Linked DNA regions of Cricetulus griseus: region 2 is linked to region 1. A link is a contact called in public Micro-C data. All regions are on one chromosome and are shown on one strand. Each heading gives the region's core, a stretch centred on a gene start, on an enhancer-like site or on the middle of the called end of the contact. The rest is flanking DNA. Distances are from core to core; before and after follow the strand shown. Region 1 has its middle 130 kb from the start of Usp25. Region 2 has its middle 160 kb from the start of Nrip1.

The links. Hi-C and Micro-C count contacts between places; a contact is called where the count stands out from the background.
Region 2: a Micro-C map of the CHO-K1 cell line shows a contact between it and region 1, with 7 times the contacts expected there. The contact joins two enhancer-like sites. A contact is called at or near these places in 4 of 8 Hi-C or Micro-C datasets (the CHO-K1 cell line, fibroblasts and liver).

The regions. Positions count from the first base shown.
Region 1 is chr4:18,391,738-18,395,258 of CriGri-PICRH-1.0, reverse strand. No RefSeq gene overlaps it. Among named protein-coding and RNA genes, the nearest start is that of Usp25, 130 kb to the right of the region's middle. Within about 2 kb of position 2,013, at least 2 of the 6 cell types and tissues checked have open chromatin away from gene starts, as enhancers often do. A contact at or near this core is called in the CHO-K1 cell line, where this site is marked.
Region 2 is chr4:18,995,271-18,998,791 of CriGri-PICRH-1.0, reverse strand. No RefSeq gene overlaps it. Among named protein-coding and RNA genes, the nearest start is that of Nrip1, 160 kb to the right of the region's middle. Within about 2 kb of position 1,876, at least 3 of the 6 cell types and tissues checked have open chromatin away from gene starts, as enhancers often do. A contact at or near this core is called in the CHO-K1 cell line, where this site is marked.

The DNA.
Region 1 (3,521 bases), core at 764-3,263:
GTTACCAAGTATTAACTTTTACATATTATTATTCCCAGCATGATTATGATAATGTGTGTTTCCTGTTACTATGTCTTATGATGCTTTCTGCCTTGAAAAGCTTTTACCACTCCATCTCTATAGCTCTAAATCCACAGCCAAGGACATTTGCCAAGCTACTTTTTATCATTTTGCCAAACTTTCACTTTTTATTCTTCTGAGAGCTTTTCCAGTCACATTGCCTTTTAAATTTCTCTATATAGAATTGTTATATTTTTCTCTGAACTTCCTTGAGTCCGGTTTTCAAAAGTTTATATGGCATGAATATATTTTGTGATGTTACATTTCTTAGCACAATGGAATTTACAAAAGAAAGCCTTCTTGTAAAATTCTGATTGTTTCTACCAGAATTTAAGCATGAAAGATGGTACAATAAAATGACTGACTTTAAAATCCTGGTTTTTCTACTTAATTGAGGCTATGACTTCACTTCTTCAAATATGAGTCTACATGTATACACTGAGAACAAAAATATCTGCTCTACAACGTTTGAGAAGGGAATGATAGTGTACATATTCATACATGCACACATATACACTGTATGCATATTACATGCATATAAGTATGTAGACACATATACCATCTTTCAATTCTCACCATTTATGTTTTGTTTTGATTTGGTTTGGTTTTCCGAGACAGGGTTTCTCTGTGGCTTTGGAGGCTGTCCTGGAACTAGCTCTTGTACACCAGGCTGGTCTCAAACTCACAGAGATCTGACTGCCTCTGCCTTCTGAGTGCTGGGATTAAAGGCGTGCGCCACCATGGCCCGGCTCCCAATTCTCACCATTTATAAAGCAGGTATTATTACTCCAGATGGAGTGTAGGCATGTTATCCTCAAAATATTTTAAGCCAAATTATTTTCAGAAAATGGTAAAAGCAGCAAGGTCCCACTCAGGGCCTTCCTCTGTCCTTCTCCCTGAGCTAGGATGTTAAGCTGGGGAAAGAGTGTCTGACTTTCCCCTCAAGCAGGTGATAGGATCACCCTGCAAGAGGCACCCTTCCTACAGCCAGAAGAAATACGCTGATCTTCAAAACTACCAGGCCACAGAAAAGGCTTATAAAGAACACGTTTGCTAAACTTCCCCAGGTCGCTGCCTCTAAACCACCATGCTCTTCTTATGGCCTACTCTCTCCTCTTTTCCCAGATCTACTCCTTCACCAGACTTCCCACTAACAAGTACACAGGTCCAGCACCATGCTGGTGCATGCCTTTAATCCTAAGCACTTGGAAGGCAACATGGAGGCAGATCTCTGTGAGTTTGAGGCCAGCCTGGTCTACATAGTAAGTTCCAGGGAAGCCAGAGCTACACAGGGAGACCCTGTTTCAAAACAAACAAAAAAGGTATACACAGGTCAATGCATTTTAGGCGTGTCCGTTTTAGGGTTGGGGGTATCTTCATTTTCTTACTAAGCTTGATACGTAGCATAACACAGAATGTAGCTATACATATGCTCATCTACACACTATCTTTAACTTATATGAACTGTTAAACACACAATTGCATCATTCCTTCTGTTCTAATCTGCGAAGGGAGTGAAATGACAAAATAGGAAGTTCTTCAAATATAAGGGTTCAGTTCACTAGGAACTTGTGGCCATCAGCCTTGGAGACCTGCCCCGTCTTCCCGTCTGCCTTTAGCCTTCTTCCTTTGAACTCCCATGGAAGACCACTGGAGTAGTTAGTTCAAAGTGCATTTGCGAAGCTGCAGACATTTGCGTCGGCCTCTTCCATGACCTTAGCAATCTATCGCCACAGGAGCAAAGTCCTCTCCACAGACACTGGCACACCTTTGAAAAATCACACGAGTTTATTTTATATATCCAGCTTGACTGTTTCCTTTGTCATTCCAATCTCATGCTTGAGTGTGGCTTTTCAGATTTTTGTTTTCTTTTTCCAAAGAGGAGAGAGTCCTCTAGTGGCTGGAGTTGGTTTCTGTTTTGCCGCCCTCAGAAGAGACAAGTCTGTGGAGGGAGGCCTTTTAATTCTTGAGAGCTGATGATCTGGGAGGAGAGAGGGATGATCTGTAACAGTAAAAGACACAGGGAAATATGACACGGTGGCTCCCATCCAAGACATCTCGTTCCTACGCTGGCAGCAGTCGGGGCGTTTTATGAAGCCTTAGAGACTTGTTAGAGTCTAACCACTGATCTATCAAGATCTTTCTGATTATCATTAATGATTTCTTGTTAGCTCAGCTCATTTCTCATCTATCCACACAGCGTTCGGACGATGCAGGTTCCTCCCCGCCACAGCCAGATCCACACACAGCATCCCATGCGGAAGTCTAAGCAGTAGGAGCTGGTGTAGAAAGAGCCAGTTAGCATTATGTTTGTGTTAAAAGGGAAAGAGTCAAGAAACATACATTTGCATTTCTGGTTTTCGGATGTCTCTCTCATTAGGCTGAGAGAGGAGGGTCATGGGGTCATTTTTTCCTCTCTTTAATTCTAATGAAGCAGCTGGAGAGATCAGAAAACCATTGTGCATAATCAAAACCAATTAAAGGGAGAATACTAGCAACCTGCAATTATCCATATTTTTTTTAAAAAAATGATGCCAGAGATTTAATTGGATAAATAAAAGTCTGTCTATGTTTCAGTAACAATTTGACCAGTGACTCCACTGTAGACATTTTTCCAAAGTAGCTAAGGTGTCTATCTGGGGACTCTTGCCCGGTTAAACGTGAGCATGTGCATCTGACCCCATGACCAAATGGAAGGCTTTACAAGTGGGGAAGAGCCCTGAATCCTAGGGTAAGTGCCCCAAGTGACATTACAAAGTGGAAAATAAAATTTGCTTGTGCTCTCGGGGCCTTTGTGAAGCAACTGAGCTATTCCAAGTACCCTAGAAAGAAAGCAACTAAGCGTCATGAATGAGAATTATCACTTATCTAAACACCGCAGCCATTGCTTATGGGGCATTGTTTGGGCGCTATGGTGATGAATCGTTTGCAAATCAAAATGTTGCAACATGTACTGCCTTTCAATACAACTAGGCAACACAATGGTGGATCATGTTCCACTGCAAACTACTGGTCCCTGGGCAGTCTACAGAACAAAATGTTTCTGTGCTACCACGTATTATGTTTTTCTGGAATTCTCGTGTTTCTCCAGTTCACATTGAATGAATAAGAAGGCAGAAAAGGAAAAATCAGGGACAAAAAAAGCACAAGTTTTCCTTTCCTAAAGCATGGGTGTTTTTGTTTTTCATTAAGGAAGCCACTATCCTTGAGATGCAGCCTTCCCTCACGGAGATGAGTGGCCCAGGACTGTAATCTGAGCTCTTAGGTAGCTGAGACAGGAGGATCCCAAGTTTAAGGTCTGCTTGGGCTGCAGAGATAGCTCTCTCCCATGTCAGAAAAGGGAAGACATTAAACAACTCTTTGCAATGGAGATTGTACAGACTTAAACCTGTCTAACAAGGTGAACTAAAAATACCTTTGTCCTTTGTTTTCCATACTTTTCCTGGTCATTTTGCCATATT
Region 2 (3,521 bases), core at 627-3,126, 600 kb before region 1:
GAACAATGGAAATTTCTTTCAATATTCTGGAAATTAGGAGATTCCAAGATTTAGATTTGGTGTCTGAGGAGAGACTCTCTCTCTCTCTCTCTCTCCTCTCTCTCTCTCTCTCTCTCTCTCTCTCTCTCTCTCTCTCTCTCTCTCTCTCTCTCTCTCTCTCTGTATTCACATCAAGGATAGACACATGTGTTCATACATGTATACATGAGTGTGAAGGCCAGAGGTCAACTTTGGGTCTTGTTCCTCAGGGCCCATGCTCATCCTTCTTGGCTTTTGTGACAGAATCACTCAGGATTCGAGAGCTCACCAATCAGACTAGTCTGGTTGACCAGTAAGCCCCATAGAGCTGCCTGTCTCTACCTCTCCAACCTGAGCTGCCTGTCTCTACCTCTCCAACCTGAGCTGTCTGTCTCTACCTCTCCAACCTGAGATTATAAGCATGAACTAGCACAGTCAGCCACGTGGGTGCAGGGAATCAAACTAGGGTACTCACACTGTACACAGCAAGTGCTGATTGAGTTAGCTACCTCCTCAGCTCCCAGCCTACTGACTCATATGGCATCCTCTTGCTGTGTATTCACAGGGTACAAAGTATGAAGGGGTCTTTCTGCGGTCTCTTTCACCATGGCACTAGTCACATTTATGTTGGTTCTATCTTTGTTTCCTAGTCACCCAACAACAGCCTGAATTTCTACATCACCCTGGGGTGAGGATCTCAGTGAATGTATTTGGTCATAGGCCATTTGAATTCTAAATTTTACTTTACAACAAGGTCCTGTGTAAGGAGGCACACAATTATTTGTCAGTTAAATCAGTAGCTATCAATACCAATTTACACATCAATTACCACCATATGAAAAAAGCCACAAGCTCATCCTCTGGTCATAATAACCCCTGTCCCAATGCCATGTGTCACAGTTTGGTAAGTGTGACCCTAAGGCAAGCTGTTCTCGACTATCTGCCTTATTTCAACAATCTAAGTTTCATTTTCTCTAAGTTAAAACAAAATCATAAAATAATTTTGTGCCTTGCACATTAAACTGAGAATTCCTGACTTTTGAATTACTTGGAACATCTAAGCTAATTTTAGAAATATTGCTGGCTGTCTCTGTCAAGACTTAATTCTTATTTGAAAAATCAGATGAGGTCAGCTTCAACTTCTCTTGAGATTTCACTCAGTTAACACAAAATGTCTAGGTTGTATTCACTCTCTGTGGATTGCTCTGCCTCATTTAAAAGACATTGTGCCTACATTTATACGATAGATCCAGAAAGAAAGAAAAAAACAGCAAGTGAATTTTTTGAATGTACGGAAAGATAATTGGGAACTGTATTACAGAATCAATGACAATTTAATAGATGGCTTCACCAGAGTGGAGGCCTTTACACACTTCCAAATTACTGAGAAAGCACATTCTTTCCAAATGTTACATTAAAACCAGACTATGTGTCTCTCATACCTGAATAGCCTGAGACAGGAAGATCAGGAGTTCAAGGCCAACCTAAGCTTCACATCAAGCCCTGGCCTCAAAACAACAGCAACTGTAACATAAATGAATGAAATGAGTCAAGAAGGATGCCATTCTCAAACCCTCTTTCTACTCCTCACAGATGCAAAAAGTCCCTCCCAAATGCATGGTTCAGATAAAGCCAATTTCTGTAACTGTCCCAAAATTCACATAAATAAAATTCACTGTTCCTTTTGCTCCGAACTAATTTTCAATCTATGTCTTATGTGAAAACCGTTATTAAACTCCTCCTCAGGAAGTTTTCAAGGGTGGAATTGTGAGGACAGAATGTGAGTGCTAACTCAGTCCAGCAGAGGTCACACCTACCAGGTCTTGGAAGAGACAACGGGGATGGAAAAGAAGAGAGTAAATAACTAAACAGAGGAGAACTACACTGTTTGGACCAGCAAGGTCGCTGTAGCACTGGCTTCCCCACTGCTATTTGCTTACAGAAATAAGAGTAAAGTCAACTTTCAGTTTGGTTCATTGAAAGGTAAACAGCAGCCTAAAAAGCCCCCTGCTGGTCACTCCTATTTCTGCCCTACTTGTGCCTTTAAAATAAAAGGCATAAAAATCCCTTTATTTTATCTATATTTAAAACACAGCTTAACTTTCCAAAATTATTTCAGATTTCTCCCATTTCTCTTTAGTTGAAATAAATGCACTATACAAACATAAATTCTTAAAGGTGTTCCTCTGCCTTGACTCTCTTGGATCGTTAAGAAAATATTTCAGTCATTTAACGATCCACATTTTTGATAAAGTGGCATCTAAAATTATATAACTGATTGGTTTACTATTTTCATTTTAACCTGAGGAGGGAACGTTTCTTGATTATCTCAAAAAAAAATGAACGTTTTAAATTAGATAATAAGTCACTTTTGTCCAAAATTCTTTAGACTTCGTATCTTTTGTCTTATTCTATAAAACTGAGAATAATTATGCATAGTAAAAGAAAATCTTGACTTAATTTATTTCTGCTGTAACTTGACTCTGGGATGAGGTCATTGTGGAGACTTACCCTTTAGAAAACAAAACTTCACGGGGCAGCCTGACCCAAGCTGTACAGGAATGTAAATAAAATAATTGAGTATTCCTTTCTTTACATAAAACAAATATTTTATTGCTTTATATCTTACAATACTCTTTCTTTCGTCTAACAAAGAAATCTTAGCTTCAACCAAATACTCAAAAGCCTACTATTAAAATGAAAGCACTAGTATTTTCAAATGAAATTGTGATTAGTGAAACAGAGCAGATGTCTTGAAAGAGTGACAGTCACATCACAGCAGATAAAAAACACTCATCTTCAGTGGACTCCAGGGTCTTTTGCCTGGCAAGCTTGGGCATGTGGAAATACAGGAGAGACATGCAAGCATGTTAGCGTTGACTTAGCCTTTGTTGAGTCTCTCTCCCACGTAAAAAACCCTTCCTCATTCTTGCCATCACTGACCCTTAAAAAGTCCATGGTTCCTCCATTCCACAGCCTCTCTGTAAGACCAAGAATGGATCTGCTACACGGGGATCTCTACGTGAGCTCCAGAACATTGCTATTTTTCATAATCCACTAATCCTTCAGGCTAGGGATACACCTGAGTAATGGAACGTTTCCCTACCGTGTGTGCATTCCTAGGACCGCAGAGGCGACAATAAAAAGGCAAAGAAAAGCCTTGACTACTCAGAGTCAGCGGTATGAACGTAAGCCAGGACACGCTCCGCTTTTCCTGAGGCAGAGTCCAGTCAACAATTTTATGACAATCTTCCTGGATTGAGCTTTGCCTAAGACCTTCCAGTTGGTCATGAGACAGTCAGGGGACTGAAAATGTGTCACTTGAATAAGTTTTTCAGGCTGATAACAAGAAGGTAAGCAACTATGTTATCCAGAAGGCTCCAAAGTCCCATGTCCATTCAGAGTCAGCTACACTGCTTCCTAAGTCCAGACACTGCCTGTCACCTAAAGCCTATTGGAGGGCAGTTTCCCAAAGCTGAACCTGAAGAGATTATGGACTGCCC